4 separate regions of the Mus musculus genome follow, and regions 1, 2 and 4 are each linked to region 3. A link is a contact called in public promoter capture Hi-C data. All regions are on one chromosome and are shown on one strand. The core of a region is the stretch at or near the end of the contact, and the rest is flanking DNA. Distances in the headings are between cores, read along the strand shown. Region 1 holds the start of Smarcc2 (SWI/SNF related, matrix associated, actin dependent regulator of chromatin, subfamily c, member 2). Region 2 holds the start of Esyt1 (extended synaptotagmin-like protein 1). Region 3 holds the start of 1700012D01Rik (RIKEN cDNA 1700012D01 gene). Region 4 holds the start of Erbb3 (erb-b2 receptor tyrosine kinase 3).

Region 1 (6,543 bases), core at 4,033-6,532, 790 kb after region 3:
GAAGACCGAGAACTCAAGTCCAGGCTAAAGGTGGAGGTCAGTGGACTTGCAAGCCAGAGTCCCAGGTTCAGTACCCCAGTACCAACAGTACCAAGATGGGACAGGAGTTGGAGTCCATCTTAGAATACTCAGCAAGTTCCAGGCCAGCCTGACTATATAGTAAGACCCTGTAAATCATAACAGGCTGGGTATGGTAGTGCTCATCTTTAATGCCAGCACCCAGGAGACAGAGGCCAGCGTGGCCTACAGAGCAAGTTAGTTCCAGGACAGCCAGGGCTACAGGACAGCCAGGGCTACAGGACAGCCAGGGCTACACAGAGAAGCCCTATCTTGAAAATACAAAGCACCCAGGAATGGTAGAGCTTGCCTATAATTCCAGCACTGAAGAGGCTGAGGAAAGACAATAGGTTTGACTAGCCTGGGTTGCATAGCTAATTCTAGGCCAGTACCTAGTAAGATCCAGTCTGGTCAGCCTGATCTACAGAGTGAGTTCTAGGGCAGCTAGGGCTACATAGAGAAACACTGACTCGAAAAACAAAAACAAGACCCTGTCTAAAATAAGAAAATAGTGACTAGGGATTGTCAAGTGAAGGTGTGTGGCTTTGTCCTTCGTGAATTCATGAAGTGCTGACTCAGGGGAACAGGAGAATTCCAAGGTTGTGCTGGCTAATTTTATGTCAACTCGACACAGGCTAGGGTCATCTGAGAGGAGGGAACTGTAATTTAAAACAATGCCTCCATGAGATCAGGCTATAGGTAAGCTTGTGGGACATTTTCTTAATTAGTGAATGATGGGGAAGGGCCCAGCCCATTGTGGGTGGTGCCATCCCTGGGCTGGTGAGCTAGAGTTCTATAAGAAAGCAGGCTGAGCAAACCAGTAAGCAGCACTCTCCATGGCCTCTGCATCAGCTCCTGCCTCCAGGTTCCTGCCCTGTGTGAGCTCCTGTCCTGACCTCCTTCAGTGGACTACAGTGTGGAAGTGTAAGCCAAGTAAGCCCTTTCCCCACCACTCTGGAGTTTCATCACAGCAATAGTAACCTCAACCAAGACAGAGAAAGGATAGATTACAGGGGAAGCCGGAATAAGCAGGATCAGGGAGGGTGAGCAAGGCCAAATATAATTCTTTTAAAATTGATTTTGAGACAGGGTCTCATGACAGCCCAGACTGGCTTCGAACTAGATATATAGCCCAAGTTGACCTCTAACTCATGGTCCTCCTGCCTCAGCCTTGTCCTTCCTGGGATCACAAGGATGTGCCAGCTGCAGAGTTATCTATTGGATGGGAAGTTTGGAACCCCTGGTGTTTCACACGTAAACATTCTGGGTGAGCATCTAAGAGTGGAAGGGATGATCTTCAGGCTTGTCAGTGTCCCCACCGTCTGTAGCCTCCATTTTGTAAACGTGTGTGTGTGTGTGTGTGTGTGTGTGTGTGTGTGTGTGTGTTGGGGGATGGAAGGGCTCCCTTCTTTCCTTCACAACATGGTTGTTGACTGCCCTCTGCTGGTTGATTCGTGGTTCTTCAGATAGTTTAATTGGAAACCAAAAAAAAAAAAAAAAAAAAAAAAAAAGGGATTCTGTTACTGTAATACATCTTTGATCACAACTGAGTTTAAAGCCTTGAAAAGATGCCAAAACACTCGCACGTACACACACACAACCCCATGTGTGTGAGCATTCACATAGCAAGGTAAAAGATTTGAGTGGCTTGTCTGTGTGAACAATGACTTCCCGTAAGATTAGGGCAACAAGTGATCAGGTTTTTTTTTTTTTTTGACAGGGTTTCATGTAGCACAGGATAGCTTAAACTCACTATGTAGCAGTAGCAGCACAAGATTTTGAATTTCTGATCGTCCTGCTCCCAACTGCTGGGATTAAAGGTGTGCGTGCACCCATCAGACCCAGTTCTAGGGACTGAACCCAAGGTTTCATATACAGGAGCACTCCAGCAGCTGAACTGCATCTCCAATCCTTTCTCAGAGAAGCTGTCGCTGTTAAGCTCAGCCTTAACTTGAACTAATAGCAATGCTCCTGCTGCGGCTTCCCAAGACCTGGGGTTGTAGACATGGGACATTGCATCCAGCCAGAGGAGACTGTGCAACGTTTACAGGGAGCAGAGGAGGTAAGGATGAGAGAGGCTCTGTCAGCCTCGGAGGAACAGCCCAGATAAGGTCAGATAACCACAAGATGGAATGTTGTGAAAACTGGCTGAGAGAAGACTCAGGTGGTCCACATACACAGCCTTTGTAGGGCTTAGGGTTTGTGGTTGTATGGCTGCCTCAGTACATCCAAACATATATGAATTCATGTAATCCTCACAGGTAGCCCTGGCCGTTTGAAAACACTTTAAGTAGAGAGGCTGGTATTGAAATCCCAGAGATTCACCTGCCTCCATCTCCTGAGTGTGGCATTAAAGACAGGTACCACCTGACCCAGCCTACTGCAGCTTTTCAGATAAAGGCTCTCTCTGCCTGGGCGTGGTGGTGCACACCTTTAATACGAGCACTCGGGAGGCAGGGGATTTCTGAGTTTGAGGCCAGCCTGGTCTCCAAAGTGAGTTCCAGGACAGTGAGGGCTATACAGAGAAACCCTGTCTCAAAAACAAAAACAAAAAAACCAAACCAAAACAAAAAGGCTCTCTCTGACAAGTGGTAGGTCCACTACACACTCATCCCTTTTAAATCATGGTATGTTTTAAAACATATTTAGAAGGCAGAATAGATAGAACTTTTTTTTTTTTAATGGAGGAAGAGATTCCTTGCAAAGTGGGTGTGGTGGCCCATCCATATAATCTCAGCACTTGGGGACAGAGGCAGAGGGATTGCCACGAGCTGAGCAGGCCACCCTGGGCTACAGTGAAACTGTCTCAGAAAGGAGATGTGATGGTTTGTGTATACTCTGCCCAGGAAGTGGCAGGATTAGAAGGTGTGGCCCTGTTGGAGGAAGTATGTCACTGTGGGTGTGGGCTTTAAGACCCTCATCCTAGCTGCTTGGAAGCCAGTATTCTGCTAGCAGTCCTCAGATGAAGATGTAGAACTCTCAGCTCCTTCTGCACCATGCCTGCCCAGATGCTGCCATGTTCCCACCTTGATGATAATGGACTGAACCTCTGAACCTGTAAGCCAGCCCCAATGAAATGTCGTCCATAGAAGAGTTGCCTTGGTCACAGTGGATGTTCACAGCAGTGAAACCCTAACTAAGACAGCAGACAAACAAGAGGACTCCTTGCAGGAAACTCACTGAATGGTCATGGAAGGGTGACAGGTTCCAGCTGGCGTGACAGTGATCAAGCACCTTAAAGAGGAATAGCTTGGGGAATGCAGAGGATTCCTTAGTGATGGTGGCTGCACAGAGGGTAGGAAGGACTCTCAAGAAGCCATAAGCAGTCATATGAAGGTGGGAAATAAGGTAAAAATAAACCAAAACCAAAACCAAAACCAGAGCCGGGTGGTGGTGGTGCATGCCTTTAATCCCAGCACTTGGGAGGCAGAGGCCGGCGGATTTCTGAGTTCGAGGCCAGCCTGGTCTCCAAAGTGAGTTCCAGGACGGCCAGAGCTATACAGAGAAACCCTGTCTCAAAAAACAAAACAAAACAAAAAACCAACCAACCAAAACAAAAAACAAAACCCAAAAACAAACCAAAAACCAAAACCAGGAGCTCCATGAATTCTCAGAGATCCTTTCCTGGAGAAGGTTTTGCTATGCAAGAAATGAAATATAAAAAGAACTGGGTAACATGAGAGGGTTAGAGCCTGAGAAAGGAATTCCCTTGCTTGGTTAATATACACAGATTTTAACCAGCCTCTGGTGCCCAACAAATCCTCAACGTAGGCCTCCTCCTAGTCCCGTGATACCTGAGGTTATCTCAGGAAAACTCAAATGAGGGCTAGGGAATGTAGCGAAACAGAATGCTTACCTATCGAACAAATTGAACCCCTGGATTCAGTTCCGAGCCGCAAAGGATCCTGGCATGCTCAGGCACACCTGTAACTCCTAGTACTTGAGAGGTAGAGGCAGGAGGATCAGAAATTTAAAGTCATTCTTGGCTGCAAGGCAAGTTCAAGGGCAGCCTGTGCACATGAGTCCCTGTCTAAATTAAAAAGAAAAATCCAAATGAGAAACGCTTGTTTCTGTGTCTCCAGTCACCAGACTTCAAGGCTCCACTTTTGGTCACAAACTCCAAAGATGCCCTGTTTAGAAATCTTAGGTTTGACTAGCTTTCCCAAACAAAACGACTACTCTTCATTGTTATGAAATGTTACAGAATTCTCAAAAATATCTCAAAGTGCCTGGTATCCTAACAGCGAATACAGCGATGCCCAATTTGGTTTGTATGTCACCCTGGTCTAACCTAAAGGAGTAGTGCTGCCTTTTCACTTTCAACCACTCAACTACTGGTTAATAGGAGGGGGGAAAAAAAATACGAAAAACTGCCGTCACGAACAGGATTCGAACCTGTGCGGGGAAACCCCATTGGATTTCGAGTCCAACGCCTTAACCACTCGGCCACCGTGACTCCCAAAACTATGGTTGGCCGCGCGCTTACAGAAAGGGTCCGCACGGGTGACTGGGTGCGAGCGGACCGGTGCAGGGTCGCGGCCCGAGGCTCGTACCCAGAGCCGCTCCCTCCCTCGCACCTTCGCGCCACAATGCTTGAACCTGGGTCGAAGAATCGGGGCTCGCCAGCCGACTCCTAAAGCGGAGGCGACTGGCGAGACCCGAAGATCAGAGGGAGGAGACCCCTCACCTGACCCCCCCGGGTAGCACCAGGGGTGCTGGGTGCACCGGGACGAGGAGCGTCAGGGACACTCGTGGGTTGAAACAGGAATGGTTGGAAGGAACTTATTGGAGCGAAAGAGTTCCACGGGAACGTACGTGCCGGGGGCCACTCGGGGTTACGGGGCGGAGCTGCAGACCCGGGGCTCCCGGCTTCCCCGTGGAGTGGAACAGTAAGCCCCACTGCCGCTGCGAGACCAAGTCGGGGAGGGCTCCGCTGTCCTACAGCCGCGTCCTGCGAGACCCGGGGAAGCAGCCGGGCTGCCGCTGCGGGGAAGTCCGCCGAGCGCGCTCGGGCTCGCCCGCCTCCCACCGCCGCTGCTGCCGGGGTGTCCGCCGAGCGCGCTCGGGCTCGCCCGCCACCGCTACGCAGGGCCGCCGGCAGGGGGCGCTCCGCCGGCCGGGGCCCAGGCGGCGGGAGGCGGCGGTCGTGGCGGCGGGAGGCGGCGGGAGGCGGGCGGAGGAGGAGGCGGGAGCTGAGCTGAGCGGGGCGGGCGGCGGCGGGGCCCGAGCCCGAGAAGATGGCGGTGCGGAAGAAGGACGGCGGCCCCAACGTGAAGTACTACGAGGCCGCGGACACCGTGACCCAGTTCGACAACGTGCGGCTCTGGCTCGGCAAGAACTACAAGAAGGTACGCGGGCAGCGCCGCGCGGGGACAAAGGGCCCCTGGCCGCCGCTCCCGGGGCCGGCCCACCCTGCGGCGGCCGCCGCGCCCCTCCCCGAGGCCTCCCCGCGCCTCCCGCCCGCCCGCCCGCGCCCCTCCCCCACCCCTCCCCCACCGTGCCCTCTGCCCCGGTGCAGCGCAGCGGCGTTGGCGGGGGCGGCGGCGGCTCCGGGCGGCGGCCCGGGCCCGGCAGCCCTCGCCCTCCAGGCTGACCGGTGCCGCCGCGCGCCTCCTCCCCTCCGGTGTGCGAGCCGCGGGGCCCCCGCCGGAGCCCCGCGCCGAGCCAGACGCCAGAGCGGCCCAGGCCTCCCCGGTGGTGCTTTGTGTACGTCCTGAGACAGATGGCAGAGCAGGAGGGTAGACGGGCGCGGAGCAGGCCGTTGAAAAGCGTCTCTACCTGGGGAAATCACCTGTCTCCCAGGGTTACCCTAGTCTCCTTCTAAAGGGCTGCAAACCTCTCAGGGGACAGGACATGGCAGTCTAGGGCAGCAGCCCCTCCAACCCTCCTTTCATAATGAAGTCCTCTGCAAGCCAGCCAGCCTGGCATTGCTTTGGGTTTGAGGTCCAGAGGCTCGGATAAGCTTCATATCGCTAGTCCCCACCCCCACCCTGTAACTGGAAATAAGGATGGGGAACAAAAGGGTTCAAGAAGCCCTATCTATCTTTTTTTTTTTTTTTAACCAATTTTTATTCTTGTGTCTTCATGGTGTCTGGGCTTTTTTTCGTTTTTCTTTTTTGTCTTCGATATGGGCTGCTTCCTCACCAACCCCGGCTAAGGGTTCTTTTCCCTTGCTTTGTTTTACAGCCCCCAACTCTTGCTACTCCAGCCTTGCAGCCAGCCTGTCAGAGTACAGTGGACAGCTTCAGAAAGCTCCACTAATTCTGGTTTGAGTTTAGCCCTGAAACCATTTGGGGTCTCTCTGTTGGGTGTCAGACTCTTGACAAACAGCTGTTGGGTCTGTGACTTGTGTGCACCCTCAGCGTGAGGCTCTGGTTCCCAGTTTTCTGCCTTTGACCTTTTAAAGGGAGATCGGTCTAGGGTCTTGGTGTGAAGCCCCGAAGGCTTTGACAGCTGTGACCTGCTTCAGCTTTCAAGTGCTTAACT
Region 2 (6,915 bases), core at 3,423-5,922, 860 kb after region 3:
CCAACCTCCCACGTCCCAGGATTATAGATGTGTGCCACCAACACCTGGGTGTTGGCACTTTGGGAAGTCCAGACCCTTTCTTTATTTCACATTTGTTTTATCTGTGTGTGCACATGCATGCATGCATGCCATAGGGTATGTGTGGAGGTCAGAGGTCAGCCATGCAGTGTCTATCAGGCTTGGCAGCAAGCACCTCTGCCCACCTCAACCTTTCTTGTTCTTTTTGCCCCTGCTTGAAGAGTCTCCATTCCCTACCAAAGTGCCTGTTTCTCCCGCAGAACTAAAAAACCCCAGTCTGAAACTTTCCTGGGGTTTACGTCAGATCTCCCCAGGCACAGTGAGGACTTGGAGGCACAGGCTAAAGTGTCCTGCTTTGTATCTCTGAACCTCTGCCCAGGATTGGGATATTTGGGAGGGTGCTCAATACCTAAGTCCTGGGATATCTAGCAGGTTGGTCATCCCTGTCCAGTTGATGTCAAGCGTCTGGAACAGAAGGGCAGAAGTCAGGACAGATCTTAGAGAGCATGGGCATGCTTAGCCTCTGATCAGTGTTCTCAGTGTCCATAGCTACCTATCTGTACCACCTCTCTTCCCAAACCCACGTCCCATGTCTCCCATCTCCCACCAGTGCTCTCCTTACCGGGCGTTTGATAAAGAACATGGACACAGCCCCCACGATAGGAAGGTCCCCTGTGAGTGGCTCAAGAATCACTCGCAAGACACCATGGAGCTGGAGGGAGAAGAGAAGATGAACACCCTGGGTCCTCCCACACTTCTTAAGCCTCAGTTAATCTGAGGCCCCCTCCTCCCCAGAGTCCATGACACTTAGAACAAAGACCCTGTAAAAGGGCCCTGATGTCAGCCCCACCTGCATGCCCTTGACTCCAGCTTTGCAGAAATATTTCTTCACCTCCACGTCAATCTGTACATCACCTACATAGCTGGGAGGTCATAAGGAAGAGAATAAAGGAGTGAGCACTATAGGCCTGGGGAGAGTAGGGGGAGCTGAGTACTCAGGGGTGACCAGGACCCTGGCAGGGGAGCAGGGCAGCGGGAAGTTACCTGACATTCAAGTCCAACAGAATCTGATCTTTCCTCTGACTAGGGTGAACTTTGACGCCAATGATTCGTAATGGCTAAAGAGAGAGGTGAGCTCAGGAGAGGTAGGAGGGGAAAAGTGTACTCAGCCCTTGGGGTGTCCCACCACCCCCTATCCACTTCCTCCCACAAGTACCTTTTCACCCAGCTCCACACGTGTGAATGTGAATGTCTGCAGATGAGGGTTAGCTCCCCGGACAGCTGGGGCCACTGTCTCCGCCAGAAGCTTCTCCATATACTGGCCTAGGAAGGGCCACACCTGAGCCACGATCTGGGAGGAAAGGAAAGAACACTGTCAGAGGAGAGGCCCAGGGTCCTCCAAAGCAGTGGTTCTCAACCTGTGGGTGGTGACCCTCAGGGGGGTCAAACGGCCCATTAACAGGGGTCATCTAAGACCACCGGAAAACAGATATTTACATTACAATAGAAAATTTACAGTTATGAAATAGCAGTGAAAATAATTTTATGGCTGGGGTCACCACAACATGAGGAACTATATTAAAGGGTCCCAGAATCATGAAGCCGAGAGCCACAGGTCTAAAGGCAAGTTCTATCTGGGCATGACAGCCTACAGCTGCTTTCTGAGGCCCGATGCTACAGTGGGAAGATCAGTTGAGGCTGCCCTGGGCTCAGTGTCCAGAGCTGAACATGGAGATACGGTCCTTTCGGCTCACCCCATGGGCAGCTCAGGGGACCATGCTCTAGCTGAAACGGAGGTGTGGAAAGGCATCGAAAGAGGAATAAACCCCACCCAGGGAAAAAAAAAATCAAAGCTGAGGCAGTCCTCACCTTGTTCAGCCATTCGGCCTTTTCCACATCTGGGAAGCTGACCTGGCGGAGAAGAGACAGAAGGCAGAGGCAGTGATGAGCACACTTGACATCCACACTTCCTAAGAGGCTCATGGGATGCAGCATGTCCATCTGGCAGGGACTCCTCACACCCAGGGCTTGGGTGGCAAGGTTTCTTCCCTCCCTCTCCCCCACCACATTTTGTTGTTGTTGTTGTTGTTCTGACGACTTATTTTATGTACATCGGTGTTTTGCTTGCATGTATGTCTGTGTGAAAGTATCAGATCCCTTGGATCTCGCAGTGTGAGCTGCCATGAGGGTGCTGAACCCAGGACCTCCGGAAGAGTAGAGTCAGTGAGTGCCCTTAACCAGCGATCCATCTTTCTACCTCTCCCCCACATGCACGCTTTTTTTGTTTTAATGACTTATATGCATTGGTGTCTTGCCTACATGTATGTCTGTATGAAGGTGTCAGATCCCTTGATTCTAGAGTTACAGGCAATGTGAGTTGCCATGTGGGTGCTAGGAATTGAACCCAGGTCCTCTGGAAGAGTAGTCATTGCTTTTAACCACTGAGCCATCTCTCTACACCCCCCCCCCTTTTTTTTTTAAAGAAAGTTTGAGTTTATTAAGAGACAGTTTTAGCTGGCTACGGGGACACGAACATATATTGCCAACACTTGGAAGGTAAATGCAAGAGGGCAGGGAGTTCAAAACCAGTCTGGGCTATATGAGACTATGAGTTAAACAAAGGGGGAAAAAAGTTGTTTTTCTGTTTGTTTGTAGATAGGGTTTCAATATGTAGCCCTGGCTGACCAGGAACTCACTATAAAGACCAAGATGTCCTCCAGTTCACAAAAATCCACCTGCTTCTGCCTCCCAAGTGCTAGGATTAAAGGCGTGTCACCACGCCCAGTAAGAAAAAAGTTTCAACACAGATCCAAGCATACAATCCCGGGGGTGGGAGAATTCTTTCCTTAGAACTTGGGGACACTGAGGCTTCTTTAATAAGGGGAGTGGGTAGGATGTGGGGCCACATAGAGATGCTTCAGCTAGCTCAGAGATGCGAAATGGCAGCTTCTGGGGCCAAGGAGGGGGAGGGGGAGGAGTCTTGAAGAGAAGGGTACATTCTTTCAGGAGGAGATCCTGTCAAATCAGAACTCCGGGGAATCCTGGGATGAAGAAGTCCTAGTTCCTTTGTCCAGCCTTCCCTGCTCCCCTGGGACCGGGCGTGGGCTCCAGTATAAGAAGGTGAAGAAGAAACCAAACCCTGATAACCTAGAGACTGGCAGGAAGTCTTAGGCCTGGTGCGCTGGTGCGCTAGTGCCTGCGCAAGCCTCCGCACTCTCTCCCTCATTCCTTTCCTCCCTAGCTCCTTTCTCTTTCTTCCTGAGTGGGAAAGGACACCTGTGCTGTACACGGAGGTAGGGAGGTGTTGGGTTAATTCCAAGGATAAAGAGTAGCAATAACAGTTGCTACTTAGGGCACATGAAACCGTTTCTTCTTCTTTTCTCTCCAGGGAATGGCAAGTGTGACTGGTGTCTGCCTCTCTCTACCTGTCACCTCTAAGTGAGAAGAGTAGGGAGGGTACCCCAAAGGGGTTGGTAACCCGCTCAGCTTAGCAAGGTCAGAGGGAGGCATCTTTTCAGCCCAGGAGACAGGGTATAGTAATGAGGGCCTGGGTCGGCTGAGCAAACGAGCGAGCGAAGGCTGCTCACAGTCCGGAAAAGGGTGGGGCCGCCCTGGGTACGAGTAAAAAGGAGCAGCGGGAACTACAGCTGCCGCACTACCCTCTTCCCAGAACCTCCTCCTCCCTTAGCCCAGCAGCCCGGCTGGCTTGAGGCTGGAAGGCGACCGCGATAGGTCATTTCCAGGTGCTGGGACTCAGCGGAACAATGCTTGCAGGGCTGGGTCTCAGCGGGTACCTAGAGACAAGGCAGGAAACGGAAAACCCTAATGCCCTGAAGTAGATAAAAAGCCTTGAAAGCGCTAGCAAAGGCGGGGGAACCTCTGAGCCATCGCGGGGTGGGGGGTGGAGGGATCCCCAGAGGCAGCGCGGCAAAGGCGCGAGTGGCACCAGAAGTCAGGAGGAGCGAGCATTCTACACGCTTGGCTGGGAGCGGCAGCTCAGATGTACTGCTGTAGTCCGAGGAGACGGAGGAAGAAGTCCCGATTCCGTGGAAGGATCCGCTCTGCGGCAAGGGTGGGCGGGGAGAGTGGGTGGCCGCGTCCAGGAGTGGTGCGTCCCAGCACACAAGCGCTAACGGGACGATGCAAAGTCTGGGGGCCCGCTGTCCTAGGTGGGGGAGCTGACTTTGTAGGGTGGGAGAGCCCCAAGTTGAGGGGCTAGGAAGAGCTATACTGCACCAAGGGCTGAAGTGGTAACTCACCCAGGCAGGTAGTTCCCGGTGGCTCATATAAAGCGTCTCTGCGGTGATCCGCTCCTCGTCATCCAGCAGCTGCCTCGCTGCCCTCAGGCTCCGTTCTTTCCCATCGCGGACCCGGCGCCAGCCCAAGTACAGGGCGAGGCCGAAAAGCACGAAACCTACGCTAAGACCCGCTGCCCCTGCCAGGTACACCGGCACCAGCACCAACAAGCGGCGCCCGAAGGAAGTCAGCACCGCCAGGGCCTCGCTCGCCGCACCTGGGCCGGCAGGTGGGACCCCGGAGCCCCCGTCCCGCGTGGAGTCCGTGGCAGGGGGCTGCCCTGACGGCTCGGGGCTGGCGCCCTCTTCAGGGGAGTGCTCCATGGGGCAGCTTCTGGGAGTGCCCGCCCGAGCAGCTGCAGGCAGCTCAGTGTCTGGTCCAGCTCCCCCCCAGTAATATATGGTGCTCCCCCCGGGACCTCAAGCCCCGCCCCGCCCCTGCCTGTTGGGGCAGCGCCGCGTAGACTTGGGAAGCTAGAGAGGACTTGGGATGGCAGGGCCTCCGTGATTGGACCAGAGGGTCAAGATGGGAGGGTTGGATGGCGGGAAAAGGGGGGGAAAGAAACCAAAAGACAGTATTTGACTGGTCACGGAGAGAACGGGGCGTAGCGTCCCACTTAAGAGGCGGGAGCAGCTGCTCCTCCCACGTGGGATTGGAGCGCCTGTGGAGTTACGTCATGCAGAGCCGCTACTCTAATTACTGAGTTCAGAGTGAGCTAGAGTTGAGGGTGTATCTCTCCACACGTTCAAATGGTTTGGCAGGGTTTGGTCTGAATCTTAAATATTCTTTGTCAACTTTCCCAGCGTTTGATACTCAGAGAACGTTCGTTTTTGCCTCTAAGAATATTCTTTGAGTTTTTACTGGCTGCCCTTGCGAAACGTTAGGGAAATTAGACCGATTTAGAACGAAAGTCTAGGATGACCGACCCTGTCTAGCGGCCCTGTCTGTGCTGTCCTCAGTCCCCCTATCTTGTCCGTGAAAAGGAACAAGTCAGCGACAGCTGGGGCGTGATGAACATTAGAGTTCTAATACTCCAGTCTTGAAGAAGTGGGGTGAGGGGAGGAGATCGGTAGATAAGTGAGATTTTGTTTCTTTTTAGAATCCAGAGTTAGTCATCTCTATCATAGAGGGCCGATTAAGATTATAGTCAGGGAGGGGCGGTGTTCAACGGCAGCAGTAATTATTACATTTTGCAATAGTTTCCTGATGCTGACCAAAATCAGGTCGGGGAGGAAAAGGTCTGTTTGACTTACACTTCCATATCATAGTCCATCATTGAAGGGAGTCCAGGCAGGAACTGAAACCGGGCTGGAACCTGGAGGCAAGAGCTGATGCAGAGGCCATGGGGGGCGGGGGACGGGGTGCTGCTCACTGGCTTGCTAAACCGGCTTTCTTTCTTTCTTTCTTTCTTTCTTTCTTTCTTTAAGATTTATTTATTATATGTAAGTACACTGTAGCTGTCTTCAGACACCCCAGAAGAGGGAGTCAGATCTTGTTACGGATGGTTGTGAGCCACCATGTGGTTGCTGGGATTTGAACTCCGGACCTTCGGAAGAGCAGTCGGGTGCTCTTACCCACTGAGCCATCTCACCAGCCCCCGGCTTTCTTATAGAACCTAGGACCAGCAGCCCAGGGATGGCCCCCGCCAACCATGGGCTGGGCCCTTCCCTATCAATTAAGGAAATGTTCTACATAGAGGTTTGCCTACAGATCTTATGGAGGCTTCGTCTCAATCAACGTTCCTTCCTCTCAGACGACCCTAGACTATGTCAAGTTGATATAAAACTAGCCAGCACCCTTGGGAACATCTAGGACACTAAAATGAAGAATTCTGACAGACGGGATGGTACATAGCTGTAATCCCAGCATTTTGGAGGCTAAGGCAGCCTGAGATAAATAGCAGAAACAAAATAAAACAAAACAAAAGGAGGCAGGGGTTGGGGGATACAGAAAGGAGGGGAGGAGGAAGGAACAGGCTAGGAAGACAGCTCTGTTTATATAGCCCAAGCATGACGACCTAAATTCATTCCCCAGCAACCACAAGCAAAAGGCCTTTGCTCCACAAGCTTAGTGACCTGAGTTTAGATCTCTGCCATCCCGTCTGTAAAATCCAGATATGGTAGCTCACTGCTAGCAAGACACACACTCTCTCTCTTTCTCTCTCTCTGTCTCTCTCTCTGTCTCTCTCTGTCTCTCTGTCTCTCTGTCTCTCTCTCTCTCTCTCTCTCTCTCTCTCAAAAGATTAAGTGGGGCTGGAGAGATGCTTCAGTGGTTAAGAGCACTGACTGCTCTTCCGAAGGTCCTGAGTTCAATTTCCAGCAACCACATGGTGGCTCACAACCACCTGTAATGGGATCCGATGCCCTCTTCTTCTATGTCTGAAGACAGTGACAGTGTACTCACATACATTAAACAAACAAACAAATAAATAAATCTATCTTACAAAAAAATTATAATAGAAGATTAAGTGGAGAGCTATAGAAATGGCTCAGTGGGTGAAGGCACTTGCCACCAAGCCTGAAGACCTAAGTTCAATGCCCCAGACATACATGGTGGAAGTGGAAAGCCAACTCCTGAGAGTTGTCAGGTTGTCCTCTGATC
Region 3 (6,800 bases), core at 3,360-5,859:
CTCTGCTCCTTGGTCAAAGATCCCCACCTGAATCAGACCCTCCCACTTGGAAATAACCCAGTAGTAGCTTGCCCTGTTCAAGGTCTGGCTAGCTGGAGCTCCTCCTACTGTTCTGACAGCTGTATCCCTCTTCCTCCCTCTGGTCCTAGAAAATGAGGACCCACATGGGGGCCTGAGTAACTGGGGTGTTTAGGGACAGCACTGCTGGCTGCCTCACCTGCGAGAGGCGGCTTCGCAGGCACACAGGGGCTGAGGCGGCCCACACGATCATGGGAGACGAGGCGGGCGAGCCGCAGCCCCTCATCCATCAGTGTCTGCTGCAAGATGTGGCGGCTCCATAGCCCATGCGCTGGCAATGCCAGGGGCAGGTCAGCAGGGGGCGGCGTCAGCCTTGGGCACGACCCCACAGCTGTGGGCATGGGCACTGGTCAGGTCAGGGGCTGCTGCCAACAATACCCACCCTCAACCGACAGTCATTCCCATAGGCTCCTCTGTCCCCATCCAGCCAGGCCTCCCAACCCTGTTCCAGGCAGTTGACACCTGGCTCATTCCTGCAATCCACCCGCCCCACTTCCACCGCCTCCCAAAGCAGAGAAAGGTGCTCTAATGCACACTCACCCTGCAAGTGGCCATCCAGGCTCTCCCCAGACAGACTGGCGCTGTCCTCCTCTAGGCTGGGGCGGTATGGGGGTGCATAGGACTCAGGGCCTGGAGGAGGCTGCTGGATTTCATTGTGACTCTGTTCTCCAACCTGTGGATGCCCAAAATTTGGAAAATAAGGACTCACCAAGGCAGTGGTTGGGGCAGGCTGCCGTTCCCTGCCCCCCAAACTCTACCTCTTGTTTCAGTTTCTTCAGTGGTGGGCCTCCCAATTCTTCAGAGTGAAGCCTGCAAAAAAAACGGAGAAAAAAAAATGAGTGGAATTAGGAAGGGCCCCACAACTCCACAACCCACGGGGTGCACAATCCGGCCAGGAAACATGCAGTACTTAAAACTGCAGGAAGAAGCTGGTTGGACAGGAGTTGGAAGTCCAATCATTATGGGGGGCGGGGGGGTTGGGAACAGAGAGCAAGCTTCAGACAAGTTTAAGTTGAGTTGGCAAGGTGAAGACATGCAGGTGGGTGGGAAGCAGGCCTAGAGCCGCCTGAGCCACAAGTGGGGAGAGCCAAGTCCTTGGCAGGATTCCAACCAAATGGCCCTGGGGAAGAGGGGGGAGGGGGTCTCACCTGGATCCCTTCAAGGAAGAAAGATAGGTGCTCTCTCGGGCTACTTGTCGGGACAGTGAGAAGAGTTCTACCCTTCGCAGTAAAAGAGTGTTGTCCCTCATGCAGAACTGGGCAGCAGCCTCGTTGATGGTCAGCTGTGGCAAGAGGACAGCCAATGTGAGTCCTTGACTTTCCTACTGTTTTTTTTCCCCTTTACCACCACTGGGAGGTCCATCCAAAGACTGTCTGCTTTAAATAATACCCAGGAACTGCCTGTACTTAAAGACAGGGGTGGGGATATTGTCCCTATCAGGGCCTCCTGCACCTAGGATGTGAGCAGTGCGGGGCTCACTGCTATTATCTCAGCTTCCCTTTGGGTGACAAGAACGTAAAGCAGCAGCAGGGGTTGGGTATGTGTGAGTGTGGGGAAGGAGCTTGGGTGGTCGTGGGGACAGTCATACAGAGGTGGAAGACGGAAGAAGTCTCAGAGGCAAGTGAACTGAGCCCCAGGAGTGAAGGGCAGCCTTGAGGACCCGGGGTCCTCACCTCATGCAAGCTAAGCTGTTTGCCCTCCCGCCTTTTGGAGTCCAGGCGGCCGTAGATGACGCTGTACTTCCGGATCTCCTCTTCCTTCTGGGCGTCATGATCGTCCATCTCAAAGATGTGCCCCACGCTCCGCGCCAGCTTCTTATTCAGCTTCAACAGGGATGCGATCTCTCCAGTGTCACCCCTGGGGAAACTCCGGAAGATCCTCTCCACACTCTCCACCACCATTCGCACCATCTCTGGTTCCAGGCGGTCTGGACCACCCCCTGCACCACCAGCTGCCACCCCCCCAACCCCAGGCCCTTCAGAGACTCCTCCCCCTGCAGGTGGGGAGAAAGGGGGAGACCCGGCCTCCTCTTCTCCCCCTGCTCCAACATCAGATTCTGGAGTGCTCTGGCCTGGCCAGATCCGGGGATCCCCTGCCCCAGGTCCTCCAGGGAGTGGCGACAACTTCTCTCCAAGTTCGAGGGGACTCTTGGGGCTAAAGCTTCGAGCACTGCCCGCCTTTTCTCCTGGGCTGCCGTGCCCATTGCTCATGCTCCCTTTCCGGGTACCAGCTGTCTCAGAGATCTTGAAAAGTGGGATGCTGGAGACGGGCACAGCAGGCACTGGTTGGCTGAAGAGCCCTGGATTGGTGGCCCATTCTCTCAGAGCCTTCTGTAGACGTCGGACATGGAGTGGTTTGGTGGCCATGCCCACGAGTGCCATGATTTCCAGGAACTCCTCCTCGCCAGCCTCACACAGCTGCTGTACATCATCTCCTCCCTGCTGGATGAAGGTCTCGTAGTAAGAGAGGAGGTTGGCGCGTTGCAGGACCCGATACAGCTGTAGCTCACCCAGTGTCCGAGGCAGTGCCATGGCTGGGGCACTTGCCCTGAGGAGAAAGGGCAGGAGAGAGGCAGTGAGTATGAGTGCCCTGCTGGGGTACCAACCCACACTAACAACTGCCCTCTTTCCTGGACAGTGCCCTCCGATCCCCAGGAGCACAGAAGGCCGGTTGCCCGACCTAAGCTATCAGGAAAAACGCTTACCTCGTCTTTTACTTTGATCTTTCTGGTCTGGGCAGCACCATCTTGAGCCCTGAGACTTTTCATAACTTCCCTGAAATGGCTGGACCCACTTCCCTCCCAACTAAGTCCTTACCTCTTCCCCCTAAATACTCAGCAGCCTCAACATTACTTAATGTAACATCCCATATTAAAGTTAACTTAGAATACTAAGAGCTATTGCTGGCAGCTGTACTCCTTGGCCAGGTAGCTGAGAGGGAGGGGTGTGGCCTCTTCCTTGGCATTTAGGGAACCTGGTAGACCCTTGCTCCTGTTCTTCGCTTCCAAGGATTAAAGCACCCTTCCTAGACTCTGTCCCAACTTTCCAAAGGCTGCCCAGTTCCCTTCAGTTACCCCCTCTCCTTTGATTGATCCTTCCTACTATTCAGCAGGCCCCTCTCTTCTGGGAAAGGGGGAGGGAAGCCTTGATTGTTCTGCTCTGGGGCCCTTCTTCCCACACACTCCCACAGTAGCAGCGTCTGTGGGCGAAAACCGCCTGGGGGCTCCCGCCTACTCTCCTCTCGCTTGTTTTCCACCCTTATCTTCGACAAGGGAGTGCGGGAGAGGTTGAAGGTCTCTTGAGGAAGGGGCTGCACCCCTCCTCACCCTGTGAATGGTCATTTCACGGACAAGGGAGGCCTGAAGCACACCCCCTTCAGGCCCGCAGATGCTTAACTCAAAGGAACCACCTTCTCCCGGATGCCTGCTAATGACACACTGAGACAGCTAAGAGCCGCCACCCCTCACACTGTTGACAGATCAAGCTCTGGAGCTTCCCCTGGCTGGGGGGACATTCTTTGCAGGGGGCTCATGTGCCAGGTTATGCCCACTGAGTAAACCTGGAGTGGAAAACGAGGCAGTACTCTATCGTATCCAGGTTCATCGGGTCTTTGTTTGCTTCCAGGATCCCCTATTTCGAATACTCACCCCCTTTTCCATCAGTCTCCACCTCCCACCTCCGTCCCGCTTCCCCACGTCCTCTTTTCGACCTCCACCCTTTAGACCCCATTCCGGAGTCCAACTCCACCCATCTCCACTCCCTGCCACCTCCTTTTGCCCACTAACTTGAATCTGGGTTGCGGGGTCCGGCGTGTGTTATCCCCTCTGCCAGGTGGCTGTTCCGCTGTGGGAGAGGGAGCTCTGTGCATGGACGGCCAGAGATCACCAGTGCCTCCCCTCTCGGTGCCCGGCGCCTGCTGCGCGCTGCTCTTTGCCTGGCGCGCGCGGCCCGGGTCCACCGCTGTCCAGGCTCCGTCCCTCCCTCCACGTCTTCTCTCTCGGAGCCTCCGCGCCTCTGTCTGTGCCTCTGCCCCCACCTCCCCGGCTGCGCTTGCCGCCTCTCCGCGCCTCCTCCCCCGCAGGACGCACAGGGAGCGAGGCCCGGCGCTGCGCTGGCTGCCGGGCTGGCGGGAGGAGGGCGTGGGCAGAACCGGGGGCTGGGACCGGAGGCGGTGGGTGGGAGCCCAGGCCTGAGCCTTGGAGAGGCTGCTGTGGAGACTGAGAGGAGGAGACTTGGGGGAAGGGGGGGGGGGGGAGGTGTGGAGGCGGAGCGGGGACTCAGGAATCGGGCGCTGAGTTGGGGACCGAGGTGACCGAGGCCGAGCTGTGGAAGGGGGAGCTTGGGGACCCAACGGGCGGGGCAGGTCGCTCCTTGCCGCCCACGCCGGATGCACAGCCGGCCCTCTCTGCGCCCACGTACCCACGTGAGCGCCCCGCCGGCTACATTCCTACTCCCTGCACCACTCCTACTCCTGTGAGCCGAGAGCGCAGTTTCACAACCACGCACAAGTATACAAAGACACGCGCACGTACGTGCACACGCGTCCAAACAACGACGCGGACGCCCGTTGGCCGCACTCTGGCCGCGCCGAGCCGTTAGTTTGAATGTTAGAAGTGATGGGGGAAAAGTTAGCGAAGGGTCGGGGTGTGCTGTTCCTCCTGCTCGGCTCCCCTAGGATGTATCCTTAGGGTAAACCTGTTAGCGCGGGGCTGCGCAGGAATCCCTTCGGTATCTTAACACCGTTCTCTGGCCTAAAGGTTGTAATATGAAGAGGCGGCTCTCAAACCTTGGTCGTAAGTTATACTAGAATCTACTATTTACTTGAGCGTTGGTTAGGCACGTCGGGGTTGCTAGGTAGAGCCCGGATGGGTTTACCATGTTTTCGTGGCACCCTCTTTTCTGATGGCCAGGCCTTACTGCTTGGACGACTAGATAGCAAAGCCAGGAAAAGGCAGGTACCTTCTCTGAGGTCATGAGTTATTGAACCTCTCTGGACAGTGAAGTGGAAGCTGAGCAAAAGGCTAAGAGTAGTCTACGTGACTGTCCACCGTGGAGGACCGCCTTCAAGGAGCCCAACCCCCTCGGTTTCTTCTAGTCCCATCTGGTTCCCATTACACGCCCACGGCTAGGAGGGTTGGGGGGGGGGTATTGGGCACGCGGGGGTTGTGTAGGCCTTTGGGGAAAGGGAGGGTGGGGGTGGAAAGCGTGGCCGACTGGCCAGAGGAAACGTCCCTCTAGTTTGAAACCTCGGCTCCGCCCCTCTGCTCAGCACTTGTGAGTGGCTTGCCCCAGCAGGGCGTGGGTGGTGTGGGTCGGGGCGGGTTCTACATTCCAGATTCATTCCAGACTGACGAGGAGGGGGATCTCTTGGTTTCCCGAAGAGGGATGGGTACTTTAGGAGGAACGATTTCAATAGCTCAGGTTTTTGTCTTCCAAACATACTAGGGATTGTAGGAAGGTGCAGGGTCCTTCTCCCGACCCTTTGCTACTAAGGAGGGCGCGACTAGACGGCCTTTCCTTCAATGTGTGCGGCGCCCCTCCCCCACTCCCCCGTCCGGTTATTTTGGAGTCTGGGCTGCCAGCCGCTGGCCCCGGGTTTCCTCGTGCCCCCGCCCTCCCCCCTGCCCACGCTCCCCGTGACGCACATCCTTCGCCCACACTGCCTTTGCTCCGGGCGCCCCCCTCCCTCCCACAGGTCCCTTTAGGGTGGCGCTAAGTCCTGGGGTCTGGAGAGAGGGAGGGCAGCTAGTGCCGCGGTAGGGGGTGGGGAAGCTTGGGGCGTGAAGCCGGGGAGCCGGAACTTACTGTGTGCCTGGTCCTGGTCCAGGAAAGAAGACGATGGAGAGACGCCGAATCTGAGGCCTTGGCTCCCGTGTTTGGGACCAGGAGGGAAGGAGAGAAGATAGATTTCGCTGAGACACTTGCCCGGGTCCCTTTGTGGGTCAGAATGGGTCCCGATGAGAACCTGAGTGTGAGAGTGAAACTACGGAGTATCATTTGTAGCTTTGTTCCTCAAGACTTGCCATGAGATTTAAGTAGAGCGCCTGTGTGGAAATTGTTAATTGTAGCTAGTCAGATCGAAGACTATTGACAGCATTTTGAGTTTATGTGTTTGTTTCTTTATATCTACTGTGTATCTGTGTCTGTGGATTGTATCCGAGTCCTTGTGTGTGTATTTTAAAATACATACATTAGGGGAAAAAAAATACAAAAAAGCAGCATTGACTTGTCAGGCCCCAGCAGAGGCCCAGAGCGCCCCCGCAGCCCGCAGCCAGAGCAGCTGAGAAGTCTGTTCTTCGCTTTCCTCCCACGGCTACCACCCCCACACACCCGCCTACTCTCTTCCGTTGAGAACAAGGAATTTCCAGCCTTTGGCAAAGGGTGTGTGTGTGTGTGTGTGTGTGTGTGTGTGTGTGTGTGTGTGTGTGTTTTCGCACAGACAGGTGTGTGTTGGGGGTTGACAAAAGGGGAGTGGGAACATTTTTTTTTTAATTTCATTTTCTGTCAGGCTCCATTTTTCCCAGTGCCCGAATTTACCTTCCTCTCCTGCTCTCCCCCTTGCGCCCCCCCCTAACCTCAAAGGTAGAACACAGCCAAGTGATGTCATTTAACCAAAGTTTAAGATTCCCTTTATTGTCCACGTCTGTTCTAGGAAGGGAAACGGTATCTCCAGTTGTAGTTAAGGAAAAGGGTGGCGGAGACTGAAGAGAGGGGAGAAAGTGG
Region 4 (6,485 bases), core at 2,975-5,474, 920 kb after region 3:
ATTTATTTATTTAGGTTTTTTTTTGAGATCTGGTTTCTCGCTGTTTGTAAACAAGGCTAATCACAGACTCACAGAGATCTGCCTGTCTCTGCCTCCCAAGTGCTGGAATCAAAGGCATGCGCCATCACATGAGGACCTTAATGTTTGGTAAATGCTCTCTACCAGTATACCATAGTTGCCCCCTGACTCCAGTCCTGTGTCCAGCCTCCCTGAATTTCCTTTCTCTTCACCCCCGACCCCCATACTGCACACTGATTCTAGGACCTCATGTATGTTCTGCAAGCACCTGACCACTGAGCTATAACCCCAGCTCTGAATTCCTTTCCTGATTTGTAGGGAGCATGCTGTCATAATACTGTGCCACTTGGGTGAGCAAAAACAAGCCACAGAAATGAGGACAGATCTACATTTCCTATTTCTTCTCAGAGTCATAATGGATGGAAGGGTGAGGAGTCTCTTCCTCACCTCTCCAGGTGACTCTGGGTCCTCTGGTAGCTTATTGATTGACACCTGCCCTGTCCCTTTCTGGTGGCCGGCTTTCACATAACCCTGGTTACAGGACCAGGACACCCATCCCCACCCCCACCCCCATTACAGTCACTGTTTCCCTAGGTTTGAGCCTTAAGAACTACTAAGTCTTAGGAATGCCAACTGCAGCAAAAGATGGTCCCCAGAAAGGAAAAGCCTTCTCTATGGAAAGTGTAGGAGGGACCAAGCGGGGACACTCACTTGCAGGAAGGAAAGATCAGCATTGTGTCCCGTAAGCACAATCTCCAGGTTACCCATGACCACCTCACACTTCTCATAGAGTTTGTACAGTGTCTGGTACTGGTTGTCAGCATCGCCGGTCACACTCAGCCCGTTTAGAGTCCCAGGACATACTGTGAAAGTGGAGGCGAGACAGATAGGTAAGCTAGATGTCCCTTCCATGAGTGCCTCTCGGTTGCCCACAGTTAAACCTGCCCACGCAGCCTCCAAGAGCCTCCTTGCTTCTCACAGTTTGGAAAGGTGAAATGTGAACTTTTCCACGCTGGAGTGTCCACTGTGCCTCCTTTGGGCACTGATTTGGCACTGAGGGGTTAATACAGAGGGAAGACATGCTGGACTTTCCCTCTCCCTGGAAAGGACACTCTTTAGGCAGGGAACATTTACCCTCTCCTCCTCAACGGAGGCACTTACTTCTCTGCCCCCATCCTGCCTCTCTCTAGGCCCTGGAATAAACATCTCTTTGGGGCTAGCACACAGCCCCTATTGTGTCTACAGAGGGTGGGATGGGGGCAGAGGGTGGGGGCAGTGCCTGGGGCCACAGTTCAGCCCACAATGAAGCAATTCTATCCAGGAGGAGGGGGCTGCCCCACCCTGCCTCAGACACCCCATCCTTAGCAGCACCCCCCTCTCACCCTGGAGCTTTGGCCTCAGAAAAGTGACCTCACTGGAGGGAGAAACCCTGGTAGTGGGGTGGGGAGGTGGGGTCAATGGGAGCTTTGTCTTTAAAGCTGGATGATAAGGAACTGGTGGCCTCCCCTCTCCTAAACTCTGGTTTCCCTTCTCACTCCCTTCCCCTAAGCCAGCATGCTCCAGCTCCCCCGGCAGCAGGCATCCCTGTGCAGTCCCGAAGTGCTTTTCACCAAACAGAGAGGTCTGGAGAGAAGCAGAACAGAGCCTCCACTCCCAAGCCTTCTTCCCAATTTCACTGCCAGAAGGATTCTTTAAAGAGACTGCTAACATGGCAGTGCTCCCCAATAGACACTCCAGGGGAGAGAGCCCAAAAGAGAGGCCAGTACAGTACATTTCAGTTCTTGGGCTTTCACTTTCCTCCCTGGAGCTCTAAGTATCTTTCCTCTGGCGCAGTAAGAGCACGTGGGGAGGGTGGGGGTAAGGGGTACACCACCAACCACCTGTTCTAACCACCCTTCCCTGAGGCGGGGCAGGAGGCAGAGAGCGAGTCAGAGGCCTCAGCTTCTCCTGTTAGATCTATGTCTGGTCTGACCCCTTCTTCTAGATCCTCTTCCTTATCCTTTCTTCATATGATGGAAGGAGTGGGCCAGTTCCAGCAAGGAGGCATAAACAAGCTAGACTCTCCTAGAGAAATCTGGGAGCTCCAGGGTCCTTGGGGTGAAATAAACGCCTGGGAAGGTTAGTCATTTCTGGAAGTGCCCCACCCCTGTCCCCTTCCTGGCAGGACACCCCTCTTCCAAGTTAAGGTGCCAACCCTTCTCCTCAGATAGGGGAGGAGCTAAGATATCTGCATAGGGAAATGATGTGTACCTGTGCGTGCATGCTGGCACACAAACACGTACACAGTTACTCTGGTGCAGAAATATATATTGTTTGCCCCTGGGGCCCCGAGTTGGGAAGTTTTACAAGTGTCCAGTCCATCCCACCTGCCCACAATGCCTTGCACACTTTGTGTCTTGTGCTTTGCAAGGCCCTACAGGTCTGTCTCGGTTACCTGCCACCCTTAGGGTAAAGTCCACATTTCACAAACAGGGGCAAAGGGCCTGGGTAGGACGGGAGTATAAACAACTACCCAGGAGGAACCAGGCAACTTGGGGCGCACAGGAAGCAGCGAGAACTGCGGGTGGGTGTGGGGTGGACCACACTCACAGAGGAGCAAAGGCTCAAAGTCAGAACCTTTCTCTGTGGAGAGCATTGACTGCGCAGACCAAGAACCTCCAGCCCTCAGAAGCCCCAGCCACACACACAAGGGGACAAAGGGGCTATACAAGGCTTGAGACAGGGCCGGATGCCCAGAGGCTCAGGATGGAGATAAAGGATAGAGAACTAAACATGCCTGCTCCCTGCCTCTTGAGGAGGGTGGTGGGAATCTTGGACTCTTGGGTTCCTGGTTGGTGGGGGCACAGTCAGATGGGACAGTGATCCAGTCACTCCCCTGGCCCCTCCCACTTCAGTCTCCAGACCACCCCCTCCACCAGCTGGGAGTGTTCACATCTCAAGATCCCAGGGGCTAAATTTAGGCCCAGCAACTGTGGGGGAAGCACAGGTGGTTTCTCCCACTCCCACTCTGGGGAAGGGGCAATGAATGTGCCAACCCCAAACTGAGATCTGGGGATCTGGGAAAGGGGAAAGATCAACAGGACTCTAATGATACCAATTCTAGTGCTCTTCAAGTGTCCATAGTCCCAGAGACACGGAACAGGCTCAGATGGCATTGAATGGGGGAAGGGCAGAAGTTGGGTCTAGGAGCCAGTTCACAGAGTAGAATGTTCAGAAGGTGGGAGAGGTGGCCTTAGATTGGAGAGAGAAAGAGGTCTGATTGTCCTTTCTTCCAGAGCTCCAGCTTAGGGTATATAACCTGGAAATAGTATAGTATGTAATAGATGCCCAACATGTTCACTGAATTAACCTGGGTCTTGATAAAGAGAAGTTGGTTAAGTTGGGGACCGGTTTATCTTATGGGAAAGCAGGCAGTCAGCCTCTGTGAGACCTCTCACTGATGTCACCTGGACTTGGCCCTCAGGTTAATCTCAGCCTTCTCAGGACAGCCCCACTCACGGAAGAGGAGGTGCCATTCTTGTTTTTCCAACATTAGAAAACAACAACTTCAAACCCTTGCATAGCCCCGCCCTGTCGGCAAAACAACGAAACTGGGGGTTGTTGAAACCTGGAATGGGGTGGGGGCCAGGGAACCTGAGAGCAAACGGAGACCCTTTCAAGCCAAGGCTCCTTACGTTTACAGAAGGGTCCCTGCCCACCCTCCTCCCAAGACTCTCAAGTGTGAACTACTGTTCGGCACCAACCAGATCAGAATAAAACCAATTAGAGGGTCGGCGACGCCCTGGGAATAAGGGTAGGCATACAGGAATGCAGTCCCTGACCAGCCCACTCCAAGAACTGAGGCACACGGTCCCCTCCTTGGTGGTCCGAGCAGACCCTGTACCGCACCCCCCAGTTCAAAGCGTCAGAACCCAAACTCCTTGCCCAGGGTCTGCGAGCGCTCAGATTGCGCCCCCAGCTTCCAGCCTGCTGGGGCTCCCGCGCGGCTTACCTGCCTGAGAGTTGCCCATCTCGGAACCCCGGGCCAGGCTGAGAAGGAAACCCAGCACCTGCAGAGTCCCAATCGCACTCATGATTACAGTGGAGGGTGAAGGGAGCCCAGCCGAGTCTGGCCCGGGGCCCCCAAGATTAGGAGGACATCCAGGCGACAGCCACCTGAACAGCCAGCGATTAGGTGGCCGCGGCGGCAGCGGAGGTTGCAAACTGCAACCGGAGCCGTAGTCGGAGTCCGGAGCGGGACGGCAGGGGAGGGTGTCTGTCTGGGAGGGAGGGAGGAAGGGAGGGAGGGAGGGAGTGAAGGGGGAAAGGGGTGAGTCACGGCCGCGCCCCCTCCCGTGCGAGGCTGGAGTCCTGATGGTTGTAGCCCGAGACACCCGCCCAAGCGTGCCCCGCCAGCCCACAGCTTGGCCAAGAGGGTCAAGGAGGGGTCTCACTCCAGCAATTTCCCCCGGAGATGGTTAAGAGGAGATCAAGATTCCAAACGTCCCCAGGCGGGGGAAAGGTAGTGAATGCGCGTAGGGAGAGCGCTCCGAAGCCCAGCCCCCAGAAAGCTGGCCTCGCCCATTAACCAAATCACTCAACTCCCCTAGCCGGTTGGATCACTTGAGGGATTTTTTTTTTCTTTCGGAGTGTGAGTATTTCTATTTTTTCGAGTGGGAGGTTGTTTTTCAGCCTAGCGTTCATGCCACCTCAGTTTCCCCGGGACGCAAAGCCCCGTAACTCATGTACCCAGCTCGGGAACCCGAGCCCCGGAGGCTGCGTGAAATCGCACTGTCTCCGGCCGCTTCCTCCTGCAGACCCGGCGCCGGCTCGGCCTCTCGGGGGGATTTGCCTGGGGGGCGGGGGCGGTTTCCAGCCTGGGAACAGACCCCGGAGTCCGCCTTCCCACTTCTGCCCGGGGAGGGGCTCCCGCACCTGTCGCCGTCCCCTCTGCTGCCCCCCACGGCCTCCCGAGAGAACAGCTGTCTCTGAGGGACCGACCGCGCCGTCCGGACGGCCGCGGTTCCCGCCTCTCCTCCGCGGACCCCAAAGGGCACAGCAACGCTCACCCCGGAGGCGACAGCGAAGAGGGGCGCGGGGAAGTCACCGCACATGACCCCCGGGACCCTGGGTTGCTTCGTCCCGGACGGGTCCGACTGGCGCCCCCTGGTGCCCAACTCCTTACATTTCGCATCCCTTACATTGGCATTCCAAGATTTTGCCCTGAGAATTTATGGTCCCCTCCCCCTAGGCTAAGGCTATCAGCTACACTCCTTTCTTCTCTTTTGTTTATTTTTTGGTTTTGAGACAAGGTCTCATATAGTTCATATAGCTCAGGCTGGCCTCGAATATATTATATGGCTGAGACTGTTGGCTTCCACCTCCCAAGTACAGATGTGCGCCACCATATCCGGCTCTCCTGCTACAATTTTTAAAAAAATTTGTTATCATTCCTGTGTGTATGATCGTTCGCGCTATGATATGCGTATGGAAGCTGGAAGACAACTTTGGGGGAGTCGATTATCGCTTTCCACTTTTACCGGGGTTGTGAGATGGAACTCAAGTCAACAGGCTTTCTCTGCAAACCCATTTAGGTATCTGTAGAGGCCAGAAGAAGTCGTTGAATTCCTCGTAACTGGAGTTACAAATTATTGTGGGCTGCCATGTGGGTCTAACCCTGGTTCTTTGGAAGAACAAGTGCTCTTAAACACTGAGTCATCTTTTCAGGTTCCCCCATACCTCACCCTCTTGCAATGATTCTTTAAACTTGCTAATGAGCCGAGCATGGTGGCACACGCCTTTAATCCCAGCATTCAGGAGGCAGAGGCAGGCAGATTTCTGAGTTTGAGGCCAGCCTGGTCTACAAAGTGAGTTCCAGGACAGCCAGGGCTACACAGAGAAACCCTGTCTCGAAAACAAACAAACAAACAAACAAACAAACAAAAAACTTGCTAATGTATGGATGTGTTTATCCACTCTTGGCCTTTGTGGACCTCCTATGTAACAGTTTCACTAGTAAAAGCAATTAATGGAGGTAAGCTGAGGCAGGAGATCAGCACTTTTAACAACTTATCATCCTGAAAAACTTAGGGAAACACTGTCTCAAAATAGAAGCCTGGAAGTAAGGCGGGTGTTTGCCTAGTATTCCTGAGCCTGCAACTTCCGTCTCTGGTACCCAGACCCAAACCCACAAAAGGATGTAGGCTAAGGATATCACCTTATCTCTTCAGTAACGGAAAGGTGGGTCCCGGAGAGAGCAGGGCAAGAGCGAGCAGCGATCCTGAGTTCAATTCCCAGCAACCACATGATGACTCACAACCATCTGTACAGCTACAGTGTGCTCATATACATTAAATAAATAAATCTTAAAAAAAAAAAGAAGAAAGGGAGGGAGGGAAAGGTGAATTTTCTCCAAGTCTCTCTACCTGGTGACTGAAGGGGATGGGCTCAGAATGTGACCCAGGATTTCTTAAGATAGTATACAAAGA

Evidence for each region. Promoter capture Hi-C pulls out the DNA fragments that hold promoters and counts their contacts. Capture Hi-C pulls out chosen DNA fragments and counts their contacts.
Region 1: a contact with region 3 is called in a promoter capture Hi-C map of the SN4741 cell line, with 4 times the contacts expected there. The contact joins the promoter of Smarcc2 here to the promoter of 1700012D01Rik in region 3. A contact is called at or near these places in 7 of 39 promoter capture datasets (the 3T3-L1 cell line, the C10 cell line, the SN4741 cell line and 2 more), 4 of 115 datasets of contacts at active chromatin or transcription factors (bone marrow-derived macrophages, cardiomyocytes, embryonic forebrain and 1 more) and 2 of 9 other capture datasets (adipose tissue and liver).
Region 2: a contact with region 3 is called in a promoter capture Hi-C map of adipose tissue, with 2.6 times the contacts expected there. The contact joins the promoter of Esyt1 here to the promoter of 1700012D01Rik in region 3. A contact is called at or near these places in 4 of 39 promoter capture datasets (hippocampal neurons, liver, pre-B cells and 1 more), 2 of 115 datasets of contacts at active chromatin or transcription factors (embryonic stem cells and pancreatic cancer cells) and 2 of 9 other capture datasets (adipose tissue and liver).
Region 4: a contact with region 3 is called in a promoter capture Hi-C map of pre-B cells, with 5 times the contacts expected there. The contact joins the promoter of Erbb3 here to the promoter of 1700012D01Rik in region 3. A contact is called at or near these places in 2 of 39 promoter capture datasets (liver and pre-B cells), 3 of 484 Hi-C or Micro-C datasets (all in embryonic stem cells) and 1 of 115 datasets of contacts at active chromatin or transcription factors (embryonic stem cells).

What each region holds. Positions count from the first base shown.
Region 1 is chr10:128,454,033-128,460,575 of GRCm38.p6, forward strand. It overlaps Smarcc2 (SWI/SNF related, matrix associated, actin dependent regulator of chromatin, subfamily c, member 2), which reads left to right and starts at 5,283. Exons shown (of 29, transcript NM_001372395.1): 1 at 5,283-5,405. The coding sequence starts at 5,295. n-TScga2 (a tRNA gene) reads right to left here and starts at 4,513; the gene lies at 4,432-4,513. It overlaps Mir8105 (microRNA 8105), which reads left to right and starts at 4,648; the gene lies at 4,648-4,736.
Region 2 is chr10:128,521,187-128,528,101 of GRCm38.p6, forward strand. It overlaps Esyt1 (extended synaptotagmin-like protein 1), which reads right to left and starts at 4,673. Exons shown (of 31, transcript NM_011843.2): 1 at 4,278-4,673; 2 at 1,888-1,929; 3 at 1,235-1,369; 4 at 1,063-1,136; 5 at 869-941; 6 at 641-730; 7 at 428-483. The coding sequence starts at 4,637.
Region 3 is chr10:127,662,514-127,669,313 of GRCm38.p6, forward strand. 1700012D01Rik (RIKEN cDNA 1700012D01 gene) reads left to right here and starts at 4,610. Exons shown (of 2, transcript NR_045171.1): 1 at 4,610-4,870; 2 at 5,905-6,338. It overlaps Nab2 (Ngfi-A binding protein 2), which reads right to left and starts at 4,190. Exons shown (of 7, transcript NM_008668.2): 1 at 3,863-4,190; 2 at 1,752-2,625; 3 at 1,227-1,360; 4 at 837-888; 5 at 619-751; 6 at 218-409. The coding sequence starts at 3,945.
Region 4 is chr10:128,585,411-128,591,895 of GRCm38.p6, forward strand. It overlaps Erbb3 (erb-b2 receptor tyrosine kinase 3), which reads right to left and starts at 4,225. Exons shown (of 28, transcript NM_010153.2): 1 at 4,010-4,225; 2 at 730-881. The coding sequence starts at 4,091.